2 separate regions of the Macaca mulatta genome follow, and region 2 is linked to region 1. Evidence: chromatin contacts called from public Hi-C data. All regions are on one chromosome and are shown on one strand. The core of a region is the stretch at or near the end of the contact, and the rest is flanking DNA. Distances in the headings are between cores, read along the strand shown. Region 1 holds the start of RNF212 (ring finger protein 212). Region 2 holds the start of UVSSA (UV stimulated scaffold protein A).

What was found. Hi-C and Micro-C count contacts between places; a contact is called where the count stands out from the background.
Region 2: a contact with region 1 is called in a Hi-C map of fetal cortex germinal zone, with 4 times the contacts expected there. The contact joins the promoter of UVSSA here to the promoter of RNF212 in region 1. A contact is called at or near these places in 5 of 14 Hi-C or Micro-C datasets (CD4 T cells, cortical neurons, fetal cortex germinal zone and 2 more).

The regions. Positions count from the first base shown.
Region 1 is chr5:1,191,388-1,197,321 of T2T-MMU8v2.0, reverse strand. It overlaps RNF212 (ring finger protein 212), which reads left to right and starts at 4,458. Exons shown (of 11, transcript XM_078002874.1): 1 at 4,458-4,961. The coding sequence starts at 4,853. It overlaps LOC144341074 (a long non-coding RNA gene), which reads right to left and starts at 4,678. Exons shown (of 3, transcript XR_013417659.1): 1 at 4,565-4,678. It overlaps LOC144341068 (a long non-coding RNA gene), which reads left to right. Exons shown (of 5, transcript XR_013417653.1): 3 at 880-1,005; 4 at 1,752-1,898; 5 at 2,749-2,965. LOC144341073 (a long non-coding RNA gene) reads right to left here and starts at 2,437. Exons shown (of 2, transcript XR_013417658.1): 1 at 1-2,437.
Region 2 is chr5:1,440,087-1,446,210 of T2T-MMU8v2.0, reverse strand. It overlaps UVSSA (UV stimulated scaffold protein A), which reads right to left and starts at 3,390. Exons shown (of 15, transcript XR_013417652.1): 1 at 3,192-3,390; 2 at 2,260-2,359; 3 at 730-1,060.

The DNA of each region.
Region 1 (5,934 bases), core at 3,209-5,708:
ATTTGAGTTTCTGACCTACATAATTTTCCTTCTTTCTGAAGAACTTCTTTTAACATTTCTTACAAGGCAGATCTACCAGCAAAAATTCCTTCAGTTTTTATTTGTTTGAGAAACGCTTTACTCCCTCTTATCTCTTGCAGGATAATTTTGCAGGATACCAAAGTCTAGGTTGGTCATTTTTTATTCCCAATACATTAAATATTTCACTCTACTCTCTTCTTGTTTGGATAGCTTCTGAGGAGAGGTCAGATGCAATTTTTACGTTTGCTGCTCTGTAAATAAGGTTTCTCCCCCCTCTGGCTGCTCAAGATTTTATTATTAGTGTTTGCTTCTCTGCAGTTTTAATGATATTCCTAGCTGTAGCTTTTTGGTTTCATCTTGGGGTTGAGGGGATTTCATGAGGGGGTGAGGGGATTAATCCTGTTTGGTATACTCTGAGCTTCCTGAATCTATGGCTTGGTATCTGATATTAATTTGGGGAAAAATTCTCAGTCATTATTGCTTCAAATATTTCTTCTTTTCTTTTCTCTGTTTCTCTTCCATTCGGTATTCCCATTATGTGTCAAGTTACACCTTTTGTAGTTGTTCCACAGTTCTTGGGATATTCTGTGGGGCAACAGTAGTGGGAGAGTGTTTTCTCCATACTATCCCTGGATACTTTTAAATATTTGTCAATCTGACAATGAACAAGGGCAATCTTACTGTAGTTTGAATTTTTTAATTACTAGCAAGGCTGAATATTTTTCATGTTTATTAGCCATTTGATTTCTTGTTTAGGAATGGCACAATTTTTTACTAGATAATATATAGATGAGATTTATTTTTAAGAATGGAAACTAGGAAATAATAAACTCAATCTACGGAAATCCTTAATTCTAGGTAATATTGTCGAAGCTATATGGCCCGCAAGGGACATTCTATTTTACTTCACATTCACCTGGTGAACACATCATTTGCTTAGAATCTAATTCTACGAGGCTTGTGTCATTTGGAGGGAATAGGCTGGTAAGTACATGCTCCCCATGTCCTTGTTGATGAACACAGCGTCAGCACTATTCAAGCATGACACTGGTATGCAGATCCATTACACTCAAACTGGCTAGAAACTTATTAAAGTCCTATGCCCAGATCTCATCGCAGCAACCAAAGAGGGAGCTGGAGAGCTTGGAAGGGGTTCAAAGGAGAGCCATGAAGTTGATTAAAGGGTTGAAAAATAAGAGCCGTGAGGGAAGGTTAAAAGAACTGTGATTATTCAGGCTTGAAAACAAGTGAAGGCTGAAGAGTGAATTAATAATGGAATTCTAATAAATAAAACTCTTACACGGTAGATGGTGATTGGCTGTTTTCTAAATGTGTTCAGAACTGATGAAAACAATTTGTACTTTAGCATAAGAAATTTAGTTATATGTAAAGAAAATTTCCCTCAGAACGTTAATCAAATTTTCTCCAAACCAAAGTCATTTACCTAATAGTTAATTTGATGTTCAGGAAGGTATAAATATACTGTAAGGTCAGTAATTTACCATTTAATGCATTATTATTACAAGAAAGACTACCAAGTAGAACAAGGAAGAATGGCACTGAGGGAAAAAAGGGAGCTGAAGAGTGAAGTAGCGCCCTGCTTATGAAAAGGGGGAAGGGAGAAAAAGGAAGGACGGAGGAATGGGAGGATACAAGAGTGAGAAAGTAAGGAAAAAGAGTGGAGCTGTTTTTAAAAACATGCCATTTTTTCCTTTTTACTGTTTGTACAGAGGATCCACTTAGATATTCGAGTTGGAGAACACGACCTTGATGCGGCCATTGCTCAAGCAAAGGACAAAGTTAATGAACTTACCTTCAAGCTTGAATATCTAATTGAACAAATTGGGCAAATAGTCAAAGAACAAAACTATCAAAGGGTCAGTCTGCCTATTCAGCTTATTTTATCTCTTGCTACTAGCAACGCATTTCTCAATGCAAAGCCCCTGGACCAAGGAAAGAATGAACTGCCTGTTCCTCACTCTTTCTATCTGAGGTGGACTCACAGGGACTGGAGAGAGCAATTTTTCTTCACTCTGTCTGCTGGACCATGAGCTCCTCTAGGAAAGAGAATTTCAGTTCATTCATCTTTTTATGCCCTGTGCCTAACAAAGTCCCCAGCAGCACAGGGTGTGAGCTTGCAGAATGAATAAATGCTTCCAAATGCATCCTATATATTTGTAGAGACTCGTGTGTACTCACTTTCCAAATCACAATTTTATTCTTATAACATTAGGTGCTTTTTGAGTCACTACACTAAGTGGATGTTGGTCAGATATGGGCTTAAATCTCATCTACACGTCAGTAATCTGTGTCATCTCTAAGCTTCAGTTTCCTTACCAGGTAGATAAGGACAGGTATGATAAGCAAATAAGGCATGCAAGTGCTTGGTCTAATGCCTGGCATAAAAGCTGGACTCAAATGATGAAATCTACCACTACTGGGTAATGTTCACTTTGCCTGATGGTAGCAAATAAGATATATAAATAGGTCAAATTCCTGATATTTTACACCAAAATACAAAAACATCTTTTATAAGGTTGATTTTTACTCTCTTATACTTGGCTAAACAATGGCTTCTGGTTTAGAAAAGCAGACTGCACGGATACATTGGTGTAAGGTATTAATTGGGTAATATTAAATACCTTGAATGCCCACAACAACCCTCTCCTCAAAATCATGAGTTAAGTACTTTATGACACTAAACCTGTCTATTTCTTTTTCGCACAGGACCGTGAAGAAAATTTTCGGATGACCAGTGAAGACACAAATAGCAATGTTTTATGGTGGGCTTTTGCACAAATACTAATCCTTATCTCAGTCGGAATTTTCCAAATGAAATACCTGAAAGACTTCTTTATAGCTAAGAAGCTTGTTTAAAATATTATCAATAAGGACAAATAATTTGCACAATGTTTGAGTTAATAAATCAAAATACCTGCATAAATGTGTATTCCTTTTATGATTTCAAAGATACCAGAGATTGAAATTAACATTATATCATTATAACATTGATAGAATCCTTTTATAATATAGCTTCTGAATTTGACAGATCAGGCACCTCATCCTGTTCTTACTTATTTTTGAGACAGAGTCTCGCTCTGCTGCACAGGTGCCCTAAGGCTCACTGCAGCCTCGACCTCCAGGGCCCAAGTGATCGATCCTCCCACCTCAGTCTCCCGAGTAGCTGGGACCCCAGGCACCCACCTCCACACCCAGCTAATTTTTGTAGAGAGGTGGTTTTGCCATGTTGCTGGTCTTGCTATTTTAAACTTGGTAGAGATCAGCACTGTCTAACAGAAATAAAAGTGGGCTACATATATAATTCTAATTTGTTGTTGTTGAGACAAAGTCTCACTCTGTTGCCCAGGCTGCAGTGCAGTGGTGTGACTTCGGCTCACTGCAACCTCCGCCTCCTGGGTTCAAGGGATTCTCCTGCCTCAGCCTCCTGAGTAGCTGGGATTACAGGCGCCTGCCACCATGCCTGCTAATTTTGTATTTTTAGTAGAGAGGGGGTTTTACTATGTTGGCCAGGCTGGTCTCGAACTCCTGACCTCAGGTGATTCGCCCGCCTCAGCCTCCCAAAGTGCTGGGATTACAGACGTGAGCCACCGCACCCAGCCCATACGTAATTCTGTGTTTCCTAGTCTCCACATTGAAAAGGATTTTTTGAAAGGGTAAAATCAACGCTAGTGATATATTTAACCTAATATATCAAAAATATCACTTTAACATGTAATCAACATAAAATTACCAAGACGTTTTTCACACGAGGCCCTGGAAACAGCTGTATGGGCGCAGGGGCCACTTGGCCCGCAGCTACGGAGAGCACTCACCCTGTGCTCTCCCGGCACAAGCACGTGCCTGAGCCTCTCCATCGGAGCTCTGCAGCGTCCCGAGGGTGGAAACTCTCAGAACCACGCGGAGGGCAATTTTATAAAAACTCACTTCCCCATGCTGGAAGCTGGAAGCAGCAAAGGTCCTTCCCAGGCTACGCCTTCTGTTTCAGAGGAAGCAGGCTCAGGCCTCCCGTGGTGAGGTCTCTGCACCAGCAGCCACCTGGTCACTAGCTCGAAAGCGCAGAGTGCGACCTAGCCCCCACCCCAACCGCCCCACCCCCACCCCACCCCAACCCGCACCGCCCCACCCACACCGCCGTCCAACCCGACCGCCTCACGGCCCCACACCCACCCCAACTCCCACATCCCCACTCCCGCTCCTGCTCCCACCCCAACTCCCACACCCACTTCTCCCTCCCATCCCGCTCCCAGGGCCCCCACACCCACTCTCCTGACTCCTCCGCGGCCCGCCCCGCACACTACCCCGGCGGCCCTGGCCTCAGGCCCAGCTCCCAGCCCTCGTGGTGGGCCTGGCCAGCATCCCCCACCCTCTCCGCGCTCCTTCTGCCCCTCCCCCACTGCGGTCGCGCCCGACGCCTCCTCAGCGCCGCCGCCATTCCCAGCGCCCGACGCCTCCTCAGCGCCGCCGCCTCAGCGCCGCCGCCGTTCCCAACGCCCGCCACCCAGGCCGGGCTTCCACAAAACACCTGAGGACCGCAAAGACAGGGACGGGACGTCGGTGCTCGCGGTGCGTTCCTCCGCCTACTCCAGCTAAAACCACCCGGGAGAGGAGTCAGACGCGCCCTCACTAGTGCTGCAGGGCCGCCCGCGGTGTTGGCGGGAGGGCGCCAGCTCCAGTGCGCGGGCGCAGAGCTGCCGTCGAGTTTGCGCAGGCGCAGAGCTGCCCGCCCGCGGGCCCAGCGCGTGGAGGCTGGTCCCAGCCTTGCGTGGGCCTCGCGTGGGCCCGGCCTCGCCGCTGCGGTCGCCTGGCTGGCATGGCCAACTGGGTGTTCTGTAATCGCTGCTTCCAGCCGCCCCAGAGGACGTCGTGCTTCAGCCTCACCAACTGCGGGCACGTGTACTGCGATGCCTGCCTCGGCAAAGGTCAGGGCGTCCGGAACGCAGGCTGGAGAGGGGAGGGGAGCGGCGGGCGGGGGCAGGGAACTCCGGGGGGCGGGGGGCTTGGGTGGGAAGGCCATGGGGGCACGTGGGGGGCCGCGGAGGAGACAGGGCGGGTGGAGAAGGGGAGGGGGCGGGGCCGCGGGGGGAGGGGGATGCCAGGGGAGATGCCAGGGGAACTCTGAGGGGAGGGGGACTCGGGGGGAGGGGCCGCGGGGGAGAGAGGGCGCGTGGAGAAGGAGGGGGTATGGGGGGGTGAGGGGCTGCGGAGATAGGGGGATTCGGAAGAGGGGCCACCAGGGAGAGGGCTCCTCTAGTGTGATGAGGGGCCGCTGAGGAGAGGGGGACACCGGGGAAGCGTTGGGGAGGGAGGTGGGGAGTGAGGGGCTGTGGGAGGGTGGGGGGAGAGGGGACCCCGGAGGTGGTGGGGGGCTGCAGGGAGGAAGGGGACGCTAGGGGAGGGGGGGGGGATGTGAGAGGTCAAGGGGGTGAAGGGGGATACCGGGGAGATGGGGGGAAGGGAGACACCAGGGGAGGAGGGCGCGGGTGAGGGGCCGCAGGCAGGAAGGGGCCACGGGGGCGGGGCGGAGGGCCGCCATGAGGAGCAGATGAGGGTGACGGCGGGGGTCAGGCCGCGAGTCCTGTCATCCCGGGGCTCTGGCTTGCAGGCTGCGGGTCCCGCCTGGAGGACCTGGGGGAGAAGGCGGGTGGACGGCAGCCTTAACGCTCGTGGAGGACTCTGGCCCTGTTCCACTGGCAGCGCTGGGCCCTGGTGTCAAGCGGACATCGCATTGTCAGGGAGGCGTTTTTCTTTCTATGAAAATTTTGTGTTGAAGTGATGTTTATGCAAGAACAAAAGCAAGAGCACAATGAGCTTTTACCAAGTGAACTTACCGGTGAAAGCAGCCAGCTGGGTGCCGGTGGCTCACAGCCAGCCCAGGGGACGCCCGCTGTGCTA
Region 2 (6,124 bases), core at 2,141-4,640, 250 kb before region 1:
AAGAGGCGACGAGACTTCTCACCGCAAGTACCTCACAGGTAGGCAAGCAGTGTGCTTGTTCCATTGGCAGGCAGGGGCTGCTGACTGGACCCAGGGGTCTGAAACAACCCCTGAGCATGAACCCTGGGAGACAGGGCACTCCAAGGGCACACAGGGAAGCCAGCGGGGCCGGGTCATTGCACTGGGGAGGCCTGAGCCTTCATGGCGGGTGGGGTAAGGGGCACGGTAGGGTAAGGGGCACGGGAGGGTCTGGGCAACGAGGCTGGGTTCAGGCCACAGCAGCAGATCCTGGTGGGTTTCATCATGCCAGGAACCAGCCAGAGCCCACAGCAGGATCTGGGTGGAGCCTTAAAGTGCAAGGTTGGGACAGGTCCCAGAGTCCAGGGGCCACTGCCATAGAAAATGCTGCATCTGAGAAGTTGGAATGGCTTTTCCTTTGTCTCCTACACACACATAAAAAATGACACATGCAACCTCAGCTCCATCCACACACACAGCTTATGCTCTTCCTCTCAGAGCTGCGCCGCCCCTATCAGGGAGGCCCTGACCCCAGCTGCTGTCCACTTTCCCACATTCCACGGACGGTCTGGTAGCCGGGGCGCTCAGGCAAGGCCAAGCAGGCCCCTGCCGTGCCAGGTCCGACAGGAAGTGCATCTTCACCCTGGTACAGTCTGCCCTCCTCATGTCAGGTAACCAGAGTCTCTGAGAAAATGGGCCAGGCCCACCTACCTTTTTGTTGTGTCTTAAGAAGTGGTAGCCCAAGGCAAGCTTCTTGTAGGCCTCCCCGAACTTCTCATTCCACTCTTCCACGGCCCGGGTGGCCGCCTGCCTCAGCCTCTGTGCCGCCTCCCTGGGGGGTGGCAGAGGCTGTGCGGGATCCGTGCCCAGCGTGAGCTCCAGGAACTCCTGGAAGTTGGAAACAACCAGCATCCGGAACTGGTGAGACCTGGCAAAGAGTTCGTCCACGATCTGGAAGGCTGAGAGGCGGATCTCGGCGTGTTCCTGGGTCAGCTGTGCTATCAGCAGGCGGTAGGCACGGCTCAGCTGCTCCTCTGAAGACCTGGGGATACGAGCCAGCCTGACCCAACTGCCCGGCATGCAGAGGATGGGTGGGGGGAGACTCTCCGTACAGGGATGCTGCATGCACGTAGTGGCAGGGACCACCACTGCCTTCCCATCTTCGTTCTCCCCTTTTCTAGAGCAGGGTCTGCATACTGCCGCCCAAGGGCCCCATCTAGTTCCCCAGCCCCTGCCTGTTTCTGTGTGGCCCACAAGCCAAGAATGTTGAAACAAACGAAAAATACTTGATGAAATGTGAAAATTATATAGACTTCAAATGTCGGTGGTCATTCACAAAGTTTCATTGGAATGTGGCCCATTTATCCAGCTGCATCATCTACAGCTGCGTTCACAGAGCTGAGGCCTTACGGCAAAGCCTGAAACACAAACCATCCCGCCCTTTAAACACATGCCACCCGGCACAACGCAGACCGCCCGGCACAAACGCACACCGCCCAGCACGCACACTGTTCAGCTGGGTGCCTCCTGATGCGGGAAGGAAGGGAAGGCCTAGAGCTCGGGACATCTCCCAGCCCCTCCTGAATGCTCCTCTTCCCAGCTCCTGGCCCCACATAAACCATTGCGAATCGGATTTCCTGGTGCATGCTGCAAAACCTGACCTGAAATTTTCTATTAAAATGTCAACACTCCATTACGCTATAAACAATCTGTAAGTTCTCGTTTTACAAACGCAGGATACAGGATAATGAGTGTCCTCGACTTATGCTCCACCCTCCGAGGAGAAGTTCTGCTTCCCCCATGAATCTCTGGCTGCCTGAGGGTGACTTGCAGAGATCCTGGGAGGCGTATTCCCCGGAGGGAGAAGTGAACAGGGGTGGACATACCCTAAAGGCGATGGACCAACTCGCCTATCAGCAAGCTCTATTCTCTCCCTTCGCAAAGTCCAACAGCAAAGAAAAAGACACACGTTTCTCTCTAAATCACATATGTGCACTCAGGAAACGGGAATGAAGAGAGAAGCACCAAGCACGGAGCAGTGATGGGTCTGCAACGCCACGCGCCCCAAACCCAGAACATGACCACCCATCAGAGCTGGGTACTGCAGGGCCCTGAGAAAATGTCCTGGGTGTGTCCTCGGGTGGTTCTCTCCCAGGTCGGGGCAGGAAGGCAGGGCCCTGTGTGTGTCCTGGGCTCTGTGGGCCAGTCAGTTACTGTGAGTTACTAAACCCTAAGACATACTTGCAAATTTTCTTCAGTTCCTTCATTTTCTCAGGATTTAGTCTGGGTTCTCCTGAAGTTGTGAGCTCTTCTACCAACTTCGAAAGTTTCTGATCCATATCTAGAAATAGGTAAGGCACAAATGCTAAATCACCATCTGTATTTTATAGCTCTTGCTGTTATTAACGTGTTTACTGGGCTCTACTATAAACCGAAAGTTCCGGGAGGACCCTGAGCCTGGGGTCCATCTGCCGTTACCTCTGGGGGCGCCTCTCTGGGAAATGTGTCCGGCAAGGCCTTTACAGCGGTGATTACGGTCAGTTTTAAAAGTGAACCTTCAACTCGGGACCTCTACAATCCCCTGCGTGTGGGACGCTGCACTGAGGGCCGTGCGTTAAGAAGCAGTGGCACTGTCCAAATCAGCTTTTGCCTAACGTGACTGTTGCTGTTTCCCTTATTCACTGATTCCGCAGGGCAGCCTCCAGCAAGGCTGCAGAGGCCAAAAGGAGCCAAGAAATTCTGAGATCAATGAAAGTCGCGCCCGGAGGCCCAGGGTCGAGCACCGCGGCGTGCAGGGTGGGAAGAGGCGAGAGCCTGCAGCACTGCCAGGAAAAGGCCGAAGGACCCGGAAGGAAGCGCCAGGGGAGGCCGGGGCGGAGGCTGGGGAGCTGCGCCCTACCCGGGGAAAGCAGCGGCCCGGCGGGGCCCGCGCGAGGCTGGGGCCGCGGGGTCGCCCTCGCACAGCGGCTGCACCGGGCGGGCGCGCAGCTTTCGGCGGTGCTCGGGGGCTGCGGCCTGTCACTCGGCCCTGGGCCCGCCCTCCGGCCCCGCCGCCGGCGCTCTCGAAGACACGGGACACGCTCCGCCCGCAGGTCTCTGCCCGGCGCCCGCAGAGCCGCCGGTGCTGAAGCTGCTCGACCCCCGCCCCCCAGCGCAACCACAGCCCCACCTACCGCTGACTCGGCGCTCGCCTCGCCCCGCCCCTTCCGGCGGGCGGACCGCCCCTCCTGTCAGGTGCCCAAGAGCTCTACAGCCATTGGCTGTCCCTGGGCCGGACGCATCAGGAGCTGGGGTCACCACGGCGACGACTGCACCTACCTCTTGACGCGGCCGTTCTCGCTGTTGCCCCATCCTTTCCGGCAAAGGCCCCGCCCCTATCACGTGCTCTGAGCTCGGCAGCCAATGGCTCACCCTGGCCGAGGAGGCGCAGGCGCAAAGACGCGGCCGAGGTCTGCGCGGTGACGTAGGCGCGCTCCCGGCGGGGGCGGGGCAGCCTGGGATGGGAGACGCGCTAGAAAAGAGGCGGGAGGGCGCAGAAAGTCCTTAAAGGGGCTGCGGTGTGCGGGCGCCGGGGGCGGGGCCGGCCCGGAAACTGAGGCCGAAAGGAAGTTCCGGTCTGGGCGTCAACGCCACGCCTGCCCGGACTTTCGCGGCCAGGTCCCTTCCCCTGCGGAGGGCCGGTGAGGACTGCCCAGGCGGGAGGGCGCGGGTCCCTGGACCCTGGCGCCCTGGACCCCGCGGCGCCTGCCCGCTCGGGCCCGAGAAGGGAACCCCTGGGCGGGCTCGGGGTTCTTCGGGGCCCAGCTCGGCGCCAGACACACAGCAGATACCCCTGGGCCCGGGCTGGCCCCGGGCAGAATGAGGAGCAGAGGCGCCGTCCGTCCTGCCGCCGAGGTCCGCAGCCTGGAACGGAGGGGAGTGCGAGGCCGGCTGCGGACGGACCGACCTGGAGGTGGCTCAGGAGGAACGCGGTGTGCACCCCACTCGCGGGGCGCCCGGCACAGGCCACGCAGAGCAGACGCCCAACTGGGCGTCCGGGGCTGGGTGCATGGCGGGGGCCGCCGCCGGCGGGGCGGCGGGCCGGGGTTTCTTTTTCGGGGGGATGGGCATGCCCTTGCATTAGAGTGGTGGTAGCTCACAACCCTGTTAATCGTGTTTTTGTAGGGTGGGTTTCTCAGTAAAGCAGTTCTTTTAAAAAAGAAAAGAAGAGGGACTCCCTGCGCCGCCCCTCTCTGCAGCACCAGCCTCTGTCCCTGGGCGTCAGTGGCTCCCAGCTCCTAGCCTGCAGGCACCCTGAGCCGCTCCCCCGCCTCACCCCTTCCTCACCCAGCCTCTTGCTTCACTGAGCAAGCTGGAGCCAGATCCTCCCTCAGCGCCCCTTGCCCTGTGCACCCAATCGCCGGCCTGTGGCTTCCTCCAAGGCACCCATCCAGCAGTTTCCCTCTGTGTTCTACAGCAGGTTTTTTTGTTGTTATTAGTTCTCATTAGCATAAAAGGGTGCCGTTTCTCCCATACTAACAAAACCCTCTCTTTATCCGACTTCTCTCACCAATTGCTAAGTCCAGTTTCTTTTACACTGCCCCGGGGTGTCCTCTCAGCCCTCAGGCTCTACAGCACAGCCAAGCTGCCCGTCCACTGTCCATTGCCCTCTATCAGCTGATGGCCCTGCAGCCTTTTTTTTTTTTTTGAGACGGAGTCTCGCTTTGTCACCCAGGCTGGAGTGCAGTGGCGCGATCTCGGCTCACTGCAACCTCCGCCTCCTGGGTTCAAGGGTTCAAGCAATTCTCCTGCCTCAGCCTCCCGAGTAGCTGGGATTACAGGTGCCCACCACCACGCCCAGCTCATTTTTGAATTTTTAGTAGAGACGGGGTTTCACCATGTTGGTCAGGCTGGTCTCGAACTCCTGACTTCCGGTGATCCGCCCGGCTCGGCCTTCCAGAGTGCTGGGATTACAGGCGAGAGCCACCGCGCCTGGCCTGCCCTCATCCTGTTCGCTTGGACCAATTACCTGACTCACTTGGGCTTCTCACTTCCTCACTCCATGCCCATTTGGTTTGCAAATCCTGATAGCCCTACCCTCAGAACACATCCAGATCTGAGCAGGTCCCACTGCCTCATTGCCACTGCCAATTCCCGGCCACCCCTGCAGTGGGTCACTGCTGTCACCTCGTCTTTCACTTGTGCCCTGGTACCCCTAGACCATCATGCAGCAACCAGAGGGACCTTTGAAAGTCTAAGGTCGGATCACAGGATTGCTCCACACAGAATCCTCCTACAGCTCCCATCCCAGGGCAAAGCAAAACCTGTCGTGGCCTGTGTTTGCCGCCCACTACGTCCCACCGGTCGACTTCTCCAACCTGCTCTTGCTATCACACTGGGCCTCTGGGGAGCAGATCCTTCTGCCGGGAAGCTTCTGCCAGCATCCAGAGCTCCTTCCCCATCTCCGTCCAGCCACTGCTCATGTCTCACCCCTGAGCAAACACTTCTGCACCTTCCCGCCTCCCCGGCTCAGGACCCCCCCCCCACCCCCCCGGCCGTTTTCTTAACCTGCTCCGCTTGTTCCCAGGGCACTTCTGGCTTTGTATCACACAGACTTACTATCTTACTAGCTGATTCACTTTTTTCTCTTCACCCCTAAAACATACAGTCCATAAAAATAGAGATCTTTGTTTTGTTTCATGAAGCCAGACACAAAGTAGTGCTCAATATTTGTTGAATGCTGGATAAGATTAGAAAGCCAAGACAAATCATGATAAGAATTAGATGATATTTTATTTTTTTGTTTTCATTTGAGGCGGAGTCTTGCTCTGTCGCCCAGGCTGGAGTGCAGTGACGCGATCTCGGCTCACTGCAACCTCTGCCTCCCAGGTTCAAATGATTCTTGTGTCTCAGCCTCCCAAACAGCTGGGATTACAGGCACCCACCACCATGCCCAGCCAATTTTTGTATTTTTAGTAGAGACAGGGTTTCACCATATTGGCCAGGCTGGTCTCGAACTCCTGGCCTCAAGTGATCTGCCCACCTCAGTCTCCCAAAGTGTTGGGATTATAGGGGTGAGTCACTGCACCCAGCCAAGAATTAGAAGATACTTCTAAAAGACATTTTA